Regions from separate parts of the Ovis aries genome. Here region 2 is linked to region 1. The links are chromatin contacts, called in public Hi-C maps. All regions are on one chromosome and are shown on one strand. The core of a region is the stretch at or near the end of the contact, and the rest is flanking DNA. Distances in the headings are between cores, read along the strand shown. Region 1 overlaps TBC1D1 (TBC1 domain family member 1). Region 2 has its middle 270 kb from the start of TBC1D1.

Region 1 (5,561 bases), core at 2,512-5,011:
ATGGAGAAGAGAACAATTTTACTTAGGAAGAGAGAATTTAAGAAGCATTTGGAAATAAACTGAGAGAAACAATAAGTATAGGGCGTCCGTGGTGGCTCAGAGGTGAAAGAATCCCTGGCCAATGCAGGAGACTTGGGTTTGATCCCTCAGTCAGAAAGATCCCCTGGAGAAGGAAATGGCAACCCAGTTCGATTGCCTGAGAAATCCCATGGACAGAGGAGCCTGGTAGCCTACAGTCCATGGGGCCACAAAGAGTAAGACATGTCTTAGTGACTCAATGACAATTGTCAGTGTAGGTCTCTGATGCCATTTTTCAAAGCCAAAACTTTATTTTTTAAAAAGCTTAAAAAAGTTTCTTTTTTTATTCTTATTTCAGTACTCAGATCTCTTTTCTCTGAAAATTCTATTAGATACATCAACTATGGGTCAACGACAGAATAAAACAAAAGAATCACAGCCCTACTTGCCCAGTCACCAGGTCAAAGTTTAATTATAGTTCAGCTGGGTTTTCAGAGTTACAAGAACAGCTAAGTAATGGAACTGTTTACTGAAAAACCCTTCTCTGCACATAAGAGATGAAGAAATGAGCCAAAACCCAAATGTCACCCACATAGATGAGTGAATACGAAACAATGCCTGACTTGCCTTTCTTCTCATAATAGTAACAGTCATGAAAAAAACCACTCGTGTGAAAAACAACCCCAAAGTGCACGAGTGAGCGAGCTGTTCATGTTTGTACTTTCTCTTGGTGAGTGAGCTGGACCGAGGCAGGGCCGAAGAGGGAAGGGATCCGAAGGCAGAGGCCGCTGCTGCCCCAGGCGTGAAAACCCGGCATACCTCTGAGAATTCAGTCACCACGTAAGAAAAGCCAGCACGATCAGAACACGTTTAGAGAATGAAATTAGTATTTTCAAGAGCAGAAACTGCCTCTTCACAGCATTTCCTCCAGAAAGAAACTCTAACACAGTTAAAATCAATGAAAAACTCATTTCCCTTGATGGTATCCTCTTAGCATTTAAACATGAATGAGCCCTATCTTTCCTGAAATCAATTTTAAAACTCCATGTTTACTTTTTCACCATTCCCAGAAATTTTCTCTTCCTTGAGAAAAACTTTTCAGCTTCCTGGCTTTCATTCAGTGGCTAATACTAATTAGGCACAGTCACTCCAGGACAAAAAAGCTACACATCCGATCTGTGACATGTGTGGTGTGCACATGTGTAGTTGACTGTATTGATCTGATTCTCTCCTGTCCCTCAGAGTGACCCTGAGCTCAGCAGGGATTATCATCTCTATTCCACAGTCAAGAAAACTGACCCAGGAGCTTTCAGGCAGCCCTCTAATGGGAGCTTGGCTGGCAACTCCCTGAATGACCGTGAACAAGTTAGCTGACCTTTCCTGGCCTCAGTTCCTGGCCTCCCCCCTGGGGGTGATAACCCCTACCTCCCAGCATCTGTGGGAATCATGAGACACACACCTGGCAAGCTGAGCTAAGGGATCCGCTTCCCACACTTGTCACGAGACCCCTCGCACCCAAGCTTGTGCTGCAACGAATGGCAGGCTGCCGCACTGTGGAGCTTCTGACCAGCTCAGCACAAAGGCCGCACACACGCAAACCAAGACACTCATGTGCAATCACAAATACAGTTCGGGAAAAACGGCACACGCACACACACGTCTCTTCTTTCACCCAGGTTTTTAAGTGAGCTCCTAACCTGGAACACCCGGGGATGAAACCTTGGGCCTTTGATGCAGAGGGGCTGAGGTCAAGGGCTTTCGGCTGTGCACAGGGCGGAGTGCTCTTGCAGGGCCCCGTTAATCCCGAGGAACCATCCCAGGTCACAGGCATCTCTGCTTAATTGCATCACCACCTCCTGGTGCCAAAACACACACAGCCTTGCAGTCATGCCCAGAAATGTGTCCCCGACTGCGGCAGCATGCAGCTGGCAGTGACAGAACCCTGGTCCTCCAAGGATGTTTTTTCACACTGCTGTATATTCTTCAAAACCGTAATTATAAATGGCTTCGTGGTATTCTATCAAGTTGATGCATCAATAATCATGTTAATCCAGTCATCGAATGTTGGCTCTCTAGTTACTTGCAAGTTTCTGTTATAAATGACAATTCTAAACATCTTTGTATGTACTGCTTTTCCCCTATTTTGGCTTATTTCCCAAGCATACATTCCAAGAAATGGGATTACTGAATCAAAGGATAGGAATATTTTACTGGCTCATGATACACACTGCCAAATTGCTTCCCAAATGGGAATAATCAACATACAATGCCACTAGCAACATTAAGAATGTGCCAGACACAGTACAGCCTTGGAATTGGGTACTGGCATTAAAATGTTTCATTCTGTTAATCTAGGAAGCTAAAAAACTATACGTTATTTACATTTAAATTATGCACAAAGCTACATACTTCCCCAGCTATTATTAGTCTGCTCTATGAGTCTCCTTTAGTGAATTCCTTTCCATTCTCGGCTCATCTGCTATTGGAGACTCAGTGTCTTTTTCTCTCTGCTGTCTGTGGACATTACAATGAAGCCATCAACCTTGATGGGAACAGAACTAGTCACATACTTTCCACCCACCCCACCCCCTACCCCCCAGCTGGGGTGGGTGGGGGGAAGTCTCAATGGTGGAGCATCTGCCCAGGTATCAAAGGGGTTCAGTGTCTGTGGGGAATTTAAAAATAGTAATAAACCCAACTGAAAGTTGGTCTGCTTTTTATTATCACCGCAATGCAAGCAATTCTCAACAATGCCAGGGGTAAAGGACGCCTCCCTGCCATATCCCTACCCTCTTGGTATGGCAGCGATTGGCCTTTTGACAAGCTTTCAATGGCACAACCTGCCTGAGCCGTGAGGACTCCTCCCAAGGCAGAAGGGGCAGCCTCACCACTGTGATTCTGAAGAGCATCTTCTGAACAAGGGAGCTTTGGTGAGATGCCGGTTTCTCTCCTACCAGCTCAAGCAGAACCGAGACCTGTCTGGCGTGTTTACGATGGAGTCACCCACTGCAGCCTTTCCAAGGTGTGTGTGGCTACCCCAGGGATCTTGCTGAAAGGCAGATTCTGACTCAGCAGGTCTGGGGGGCGGGACTGGATTCTGTGTTAAGTTCTACGCAGTAGGACAGTGGTACTGGTCAGGAGCCCACGTGAGGCAGGGCCTGCAGGATGCTGAATGTGGGCTATGTGCTCCATCCTCCCAACCCCGCTCCCCTGCAATCTTCCTTGCACTGACCTGAGGCTGCAGGGCACGCCCTGTGATGAGACAGCCCTGACGTCCCTTCCCTTCCTTTCTGTTTATTCCCAGGGCTTCCGCCTTCCTGAGAGCGGGTTGTTAAGGCTTACATTCAACTGACAACTTTAAGTCACACTGAGCAGCTGCCCCAGAGCCCTTTGCCTGGGACCCTGTCAGCTCTGGGCTGGCCTCTCGGCGGCGGCTCCGAGCCTGTCTGTGTTGAGCGGGAGCTGCAGGGCCCTGTCCTTGGTGACTCTGCCCACCCTGGATGCAGACTGTGTCCCAGAGGCTCAAGTAGAGGTTTCCACAGAGAAGGCATTTAGTGAAACGCAGCTTGTCTATCTCAGGGGTGCACCCGGCTCCATCCTTTCACACACAGAACAATTAACTCATCCACGTGCAAGGAACACAGTATCATTTCCACCCTGCAGGCTCTCCCAAGTTGTACCTCTAAGCTGAACTTGAGACTAGAGCACCCTCTGCAGGAAGGGGAGGGGCATCAAGAAAACAGAAAGCTGGACAGCCCACAGAGGTCAAGTTCCAGATGGACCGTGTGGGAGGGGAGAAGGGCCGAGAGCTGCCTGGTACCGTGAATCTGGTTTCCCAGCGAGACCTGTGACAGGCTGAAAACCTGGACCTCAGAAGCAGGTGCTGTGTCCCTACATGCCACATCCAACCCCCCACCTCCCCTCAAGAAAGCTGAAGCCGTGCCTAGAAGGTCTCTTACCCCTGTGGCTTTGCACGTGCTGTAACTGCGGGACAGTTGACTGCAGCCCATGCGCCAGGGCTGTCCCACCGCATGCTCTGCAAACAGCTTTATTGCAGCACAGTCACTTCACTCCACACGCACACTGGCTCTGGCCACTTTCAGGCTCCAGAGACTGAGCTTACCTCACATGACCTTATGGCTCACAAAGCCTGAAACACTTTCTCCCTGGCCCTGTGCAATAAAGCTTTGTGACCCCGTGGACTGCAGCCTGCCATGCTCCTCTGTCCATGGGATTTTCCAGGCAAGAGTACTGGAGTGGAGTGCCATTGCCTCCTCCTAGAAGAGGCCTGGCTGAACCCAATTCCCTCAGCTCCCTGCCAGGCCTGCTCACTGCTCACTCCTTGCACAGCCTGCTCCTGCAGCCCTTGCACACACACTCCTGGAACTCCCACCACACTTGCAATCATCACTGTGTTACACACTCCTTTTCTGCATAGGATGGGCCCTGGTGTCCCAGAGTCTATTACACTCTTGGTTCTGCCACCCTATACAGGGTGCTGGGCATTTACTCCCTCTGTGCCCAGTGTCCCAGCAATGAAAATGAAGATTATGAAGCCATACACTGTGCCCAAGAGTTGTTAGGGAGCCGAGGGACTAAAAGATTACCAAATTCAAAACATGTACCTAAAATAACTCAGGTACACACACACACACACAACTGTCCTCTCTCCACGCTGTGACCATTTCTATTCTTCCAACATTTAAAGAACATCCTCACATCCTAGTGAGTATCCTTTAGAGAAGAGGGGAGGAAAACGGGATTTTTTTTTTTTCCTGGGGCTCAATATCCAGAAGGTAATAACATCAGCAAGGCTGCCCGCCTTTGAGCCCAGGCAGCAGGTCAAGGTGGTCACCGGCACAGACTTGGGTTTAGGGAACCAAGGCTCTTGGGTTCGCCCCAGCAGCCAAAACACAGAAGGATGCACAATGAATGCTCTGAAAGACAGTAAATGCTCAGCAAGGTCAGAAAGGAAAGTATCACAGGGTGGAGGATTCTGTCTTAACGGACAATACTGGAAAACTCTGATTAAATGATACCTGGAGGCACTTGGTGGAGCTGAGTAGTTGCTAAAGCATTTGCCATGAGAGAGCCTCAGTCTGAAACAACACCTTTCCACTTCTTGGCCATGTGACTGTGGGCCAGCTAATTAACCACTCTGAACCCTAGGTTTCTCATGAGTTAAAACCAGCTGTCTTCTCAGGAGGTCATGACTGAATAAGCTCAGGTGTGTATATGCAGAGTTGCTCAGAACCTGGCAAAAAGTAGGGCGTCAATAAGTCAGAGCGATTCACACTGAGAGGAAGGCGCCAGGGAAGTAAAAAAGAAAGTGCAGAGTTGAAAAGCACTGCTCCTTCACATAAGTAAATGAAATGTGCAGAGACCCAAAGCGGCACCGGGGCAAAACCCTCTCTCTCAGGCTGGACGTGCCTCCTTTTCTGGGTTCGGCACCAAAGGAGGAGCAGCAAATGGAACCACAAACTGCTGCGTTTGTGCGTGCAGCCCACCACTCTCAGATGAGCAGGAATTCTCAGACTTTTTAA
Region 2 (6,348 bases), core at 2,517-5,016, 47 kb before region 1:
AGCTTCATGGTTTCCTTGTGAGGACCCAAAGGAAGAATAAATTAGATAAATAGAGCTTGTGATATACTGCGTCAGGAGAATGATAAGTAAAACAAGGTCCTGTTATGCTCCTTGCTTGCTTGTTAAGTTGTCTCAGTCGTGTCCGACTCTTTGCAATCCTATGGACTGTAGCCCGCCAGACTCCTCTGTCCATGGGGTTCTCCAGGCAAGAATACTGGAATGTGTTGCCATGCCCTTCTCCAGGGGATCTTCCCAACCCAGGAACTGAACCGGCATCTCTTATGTCTCCCACACTGCAGGTGGGTTCTTTACCACTGAACCACAGAGGGAGCCCGTTCTGCTGTTAAGAGACAATAAATAAAACCCCTGGTACACTGAGGTAGGTGCTCAATAAAAGGGCCTCCACTCCACGCTGTCTGCCCTGCAGCTTAGCTGAGGGTCTGGTCCTTCTCCCCTGTCAATATGAAAACAGATACAGAATGAGCCCAGTGGTCTGTTCCCCGGGCCCTGTCTCCTCTGGAGGTAGACCTGAGCAGAGGCTCCTGTGCTTGCCTTCCGAGGAGGGAGCAAGTGCTGACAGAGAATGAAAGAGGCAGAAGTCTAGCCCTTTCCCATTTGAGAGAATCAAATAAAGGAAGCTCTATGTGCTGGACTTTAGCTCCAACGGGTACACATGAGTTGAATGTGGACCACTTGCAGATGCTGTGCTAAAGCCTGAGGATGAAGAAGTGAGACACTTGGTCCCTCCAGGCCTTTCTACATCTCCATGCGCCAGTTCAAGAACACAAGATGTCTTTCAGTACATCTATTTCCTAACAAATCGTCACAATTCCACATTTGATTATACTATTTTGACTTTTAACAAAAAGATTTATGCGTGGCAAAGAAAAGTACACTATTTTTTTCCTCTCTCCTAATTCCTAAACCTCATCGACTTTTAAGATGGAATTAATGTCAGTAATATAAACAGGAAGTGGCTGTCTTTTTAAGTGACTAAATAAAGCCAACCACTTTCTCATTGAGATAGTTTGACAACAGTTTTTAAGTCCTAGAGAAGAACTTGTTTTCCAATTGACTAATTAAAATCCACTTAATCTAATAAAGTAGATTCTCTAGGGACCCCCATAACAGAGAAAATTAATCTGAATTGAGCTATAATATAAACATAGAGTAAACAAACTGCATTTTGTGAGGAGAAAAAGCATGCTATAGGTGGTAATTCTCACTTGTCCACACCAGCTCCGAAACGGACTCCAAGAGCTGTATTTACAGAGACCTCTGCACTCCCTACCCCCCATGCCCCCACTTTGACAGGGAGCCGTCTTCTCCAGTTAGGAACTGGGAAGCCAGATCCCCTTATGATGGCCGGTGATGTTTCTCCTCTGGGAAGACGGCATTCACTTTCCTGCTCCTTCTTCCAGGTCAAAGTGATCTTGTTGTTCTGACACTTCCTCTCCTATCCGGCAGTTTCCCTTTGAAAAATGAGACCATTCAATCCAAAGAGCTTTGCCCGTGCCTTCGAAGGAAGCTTGGGGTGGAGCAGAGACTGACTCTGTCTGGTTGTCCTCCCACACAAGAGGATATGGCACAAAACTCTCTCTCCAGGGACTCTCTGAAGAGTAGCTGACACCAGAGTGCACTGTCATCTGGGCTACGGGGCCTCTGAGTAAGAACATGCTCCTTAGAAAGTCACCTGTATGTGTTATGTATATATGTATCTGCAAAGATACAGCTATGACTATCTCTATATGTTCAAGAAAGAAGCCTCAAATCGAGACCAACAAACGTTTCCCTAGGCCCTCAGTGCCTCAGAGGAACTTGCTTTAATTAATAGATCAGAATAGTTAGTATTTAATGTATCAAATAAATGGATGATAGATACATTGATGGATAGATTGATAGATACATAGATAGATTTGGAAGTCAGACCTAAGTTTATACCAATTCCTGGCTGAAGGAGCCAGTATTGTGCTGTGCTGAGTTGCTCAGTCGTGTTTGACTCTTTGCAACCCCATGGACTGCAGCCTGCCAGTATCCTCTGTCAGGGATTCTCCAGAGAAGAATACTGGAATGGGTTGCCATATCCTCCTCCAAGGTATGTTCCCAACCCGGGGATTGAACCCAGGTCTCCCGCATTGCAGGCAGATTCTTCACCATCTGAGCCACCAGGGAAGCCTGACCCAGTACTGCTGCTGCTGCTAAGTCACTTCAGTCGTGTCTGACTCCATGCGACCCCATAGACAGCAGCCCACCAGGCTCCGCCGTCCCTGGGATTCTCCAGGCAAGAACACTGGAGTGGGTTGCCATTGCCTTCTCCAATACATGAAAGTGAAAAGTGAAAGTGAAGTCGCTCAGTCGTGTCCGACTGCAGCCCACCAGGCTCCTCCGTCCACAGGATTTTCCAGGCAAGAGTACTGAGTTTCCCTAAATCTAAATTTGTGTGTGTGTGTGTGTTCAGTCATGTATAACTCTTTGCGACCCCATAGACTGTAGCCCACCAGGATCTCTATCCATGAAATTTTCCAGGCAAGAAACACTGGAGGGGGTTGCCATATCCTATTCCAGGGCATCTTCCTGACCCAGGGATCAAACCCGAGTCTCTTGCATCTCCTACATTGGCAGGGGGATTCTTTACCACTGTGTCACCTGGGAAGCCCCAAACCTAAATTTACATGTCTGTAAAATTGGTTTGATTACCTCTCTGGTTGGTTTCCAGGCATAAATGAATGAATGCATGTAAAGTACTTATTAAAGTAACTGCCATGAAGTAAGCTTCAATAAGAAGGAACCATCACTGATTTATTTCATTCTTAGTGGAGAACAGTTCATCTGGGGGCATCTTTGAGAGGTCAGGATTTCAGAACTGCAGGGAGACACAGTGGTTTCATGGGAAGGCTCTGATATACCTATGTGTAAATGGATACTTTCTGCAACAATGCACAGCTTAAGTGGGACCTGTCACCTGGTGGTCAGACGTTTCCCAGGTCTTGAGGGTGAGACAGTACTGCCAGAGAACCCAGTTTGATTTCCTGGTTCAAAAATCACACCTGTGAAACTCGATCCAGGTGGGAAATTCTTCTGGCTGCTTCTGCTCAAGCCATGGTTCCTTATCAAGTTATGTCTCTGGGTCACTCTGAGGTCATCTTTTAAATTAATGTGACAGACAAGGAAGGCCACAAAACCTCGCTGCTTAGCCTTCGCCTACAAGTCCATCGCAGCAGCGAGTTGACTGAACACGCACTTGGTACTAGTAGCCTTTTGGTCATCAGTTTCTTTAATCCTCCAGCAAGCCTCCAACAACCCTCCATCAGGGCAGCTGCAGTAATCCCCCTTTAAAGATGAACCATCTCAGGCTTGCAGTGTCCAAGGTCACAGCTGGCAAGTGGAGCAACACTGCAGGTAAGTAGGGAGCTCTTGCCACCCGGCCATGCTTCACAGAAAACCATTCGTCCTGTTCTGCTCTCCCGTGCCACGTGTGTCAATACTGCATCTGAGAACAGAAAGAGGTTTGAAATTCTCATTTTCCTCGCTTGCTAAAGAGAAGCACAGCCTGTTATAAGGCTCTACCTTGCTCTGGCTCTCCAGATTCTTCCTCCAATCCTCTTTATAGAGCACCTCCCTTTACCCCCACAATACCTGCTCGGGATTCTTCCTGGCCCTTCAAAAAACAACTGGCAAAAAGCAACTAGCTTGAATCCCTTTAGTTTGGCTAAGACGCCCCTTTTCAGGGGACCTGGTTGGAGCAAGAGTGCCACCTGCTGGAATGTCTGAGTCACTGCCAACACATGTTCCTTGGGCCAACGTGGGCCGGCAGGCGGAGAGGCTTAAGCCTGGCCAAGGAATCAATCAGTGTTCACAGAAACACCTCAGCAGCGTCCAGGCATCAACTTACTGACACTCAGTGTTTAGTTGTTCAGTGGTATCTGACTCTTTTGTGACCCCGCCAGGCTCCTCTGTCCATGGGATTTCTCAGGCAAGAACACGGGAGTGGGTCGCCATTCCCTTCTCCAGGAGATTCTTCCCCACCCAAGGACTGAACCCGTGTTTCCTGCAGTTGGCAGGCAGGTTTTTTTACCACTGAGCTACCAGGGAAGCCCAGATACTGACACTCAAGGTCTTATTCAAATACAAGTTTGGGACTTTAAGGCTGTGCAGTTCTTGTTTCCAAATAGGGGCTGGGATGAGGGTGGGGCAAGAGGGGCAGGGCCATGCAAGTACAGTACATCCCATCTTTGCGGAAAATTGTGAAACTGTATTCATCATGGATTTTTGCATCTATTTTGACTTTTTAAAGTGCATTAAAATATTACATATCTCGTTACTGAATTGTTTGGCACCCTCTCCTTTATGATTTACACCCACTGCAAAGGTTTCATTTGCCTCATGCTAGTATCGGCCCTGCTGAAGCCTTCTGCAAAAGGATTCAGTTTCCTTTCCGAGCTCTGTCTGTAGGTGAACTACACTCAAAGAGTCTCTAAGCTGAACGCCCACATCAGGGCCAGTCCCCGTGCAGCTCTGTGTCCACACTAGGCTTTTCCAATCCCCAGATCCACAGTCTGAGGTCAGGTGGGGTTGCGGGCAGTTCTTTATCTGTAGTGTGTGGGAGGGTTTCGAATGGGGGATGGTTCTCAAAACACTTGAAATTTTGTGGAAAACTATGCATTTTCTGGGGAGATGGCTTATCACCCTCCTTCATTCTCCAAGGAGGCTTGACCCCATAAAGGATAAGACTCACAACAGCCTTCATCAAAGAGTCTATGCAGGAAAAAGCAACAAGAAATGTCTTCCCACATCTGCCCTGGTAAAATGAATGTCAATCACCTGATCTGTGGTCTATAAACAGTGTTGGGAGACCCTGATACAAAGATTCAAGGGTTCTCAGAGTTTGGAGAAAGGAAAAATTCCTTTCTTGAGAAACTGGAATCTCAGCTGCATGCTGAGAACTGGATAGTCCACGTTGCCCTCTTTAGTTTTCACTCCCTGCTCTGAAAACCTCTCAACCTTGCCATTGTTCTCAGGCAAAGCTCTTTTGCAAGCTCCAGACTCTTCCACCCTCCTGGCATCCTTAACCCATCCTTCAAGATCAACTTTCTCCTCATTCTCAGGCAGGGCTAGGCTCTTACACATTCCCGTTAACCTGCAGATGACTTTTCTAGATTGATTTGCATATTGATCTACCTTGCCCACAAGGTTGTGAGTCCCAGAGGGCAGGAATCCAGTCTTGTTTGTTTCCATACCCCCAGTTCTTGGCAGAGTCAGTGTGTTAAAAAAAAAAAAAAAAGTTAGATGGATGAATAAATAAATAGATCTGTGAATGAATGAACAACACATGCCCTCGCCCAAGCCTTCTTGTGCTGGATGAGGAAAGTGAGACTCCCATAGACACTAGAAGGTCAGTGGGCCTTAGCCGAGCAGGGGCTCCCCCAGGAGCCCCACCAAGACCAGCTGCAGGCCACCCCACCCCCACACCCCAGCTGTGCACTGAGGTCAGAGCCCTTAGCAGTCACTCTAGAGCCAGCCACTTGCCCTGCTTTTCCTTCCTTTTGCTGCTCCTGGTTCAGAGCATGAAGTAGGAAGACAACTAACCAGGGGAATTCAGAGATGAGGAAGCGATCCCTGCAGTGGCCAGCTGTCCCCTTTACAGGGTCTGGAAAACCCGAATCTTCTCCGTGGTTCTCTGCCTTCCCATAGTGAAGACCTAAATGAAAAAACTATTTGACACTTTCAAACTTACTTCAACAGAAGGGGACAGAGTCACATTTCTTGCCCAGAAATACATTGTCCATGAACCTAAACAGCTCGTTTTCCTCTGCTCCCTTTCACCGGAATTAGATTCATCAGAAGTCTGATAAAATCTCTGGACGGATGAGCATCCCAAGCACGGCTGATCCCGACACTGTTCAGAAACTGGAGAGAGAGCTGGGAGGAGGGCGGCCACACCAGCTGCTTCTGCTCCTGCTCTGAAGGCGGACAGGCCTCCCAGGAAAAGCCTGGGCCCAAGCACAGCTGTGGTCGTTACTGAATCTGCAGGCTTGCCACAGACTAGAGAAAAGCTTCAAACAACAGAGCAGACCTTCCCGTGGTCCGCTGAACGGGGCTGGCTTCTCCTTGTGTTTTTATTCCTTCTGGTGGTGATCGCCCCCGCCCACACACAGGGCTTCCTCAGCTCAGGCTGCCTTCCTCAGAGAGCCACAGGAGACCCCTGTAGCCCCCCTACCCCACCCCACATTCTCCCCCAAGAGCTCTCCTCAATGAAACCAAAAAACAAAAAATTCTTTAATACAGGTAAATCCGGAAAGTGTTTCCCTGGTGGCTCAGATGGTAAAGAACCCACCTGCCAATGCGGGA

Evidence for each region. Hi-C and Micro-C count contacts between places; a contact is called where the count stands out from the background.
Region 2: a Hi-C map of liver shows a contact between it and region 1, with 4 times the contacts expected there. The contact joins two enhancer-like sites. A contact is called at or near these places in 5 of 16 Hi-C or Micro-C datasets (liver, mixed tissues, omental adipose tissue and 2 more).

Annotation. Positions count from the first base shown.
Region 1 is chr6:58,134,236-58,139,796 of ARS-UI_Ramb_v3.0, reverse strand. The region is part of intron 18 of TBC1D1 (TBC1 domain family member 1); the gene reads right to left. Among named protein-coding and RNA genes, the nearest start is that of TBC1D1, 220 kb to the right of the region's middle. Within about 2 kb of position 3,761, at least 13 of the 54 cell types and tissues checked have an H3K27ac peak or open chromatin away from gene starts, as enhancers often do. A contact at or near this core is called in liver, where this site is marked.
Region 2 is chr6:58,180,644-58,186,991 of ARS-UI_Ramb_v3.0, reverse strand. No RefSeq gene overlaps it. Among named protein-coding and RNA genes, the nearest start is that of TBC1D1, 270 kb to the right of the region's middle. Within about 2 kb of position 3,766, at least 30 of the 54 cell types and tissues checked have an H3K27ac peak or open chromatin away from gene starts, as enhancers often do. A contact at or near this core is called in liver, where this site is marked.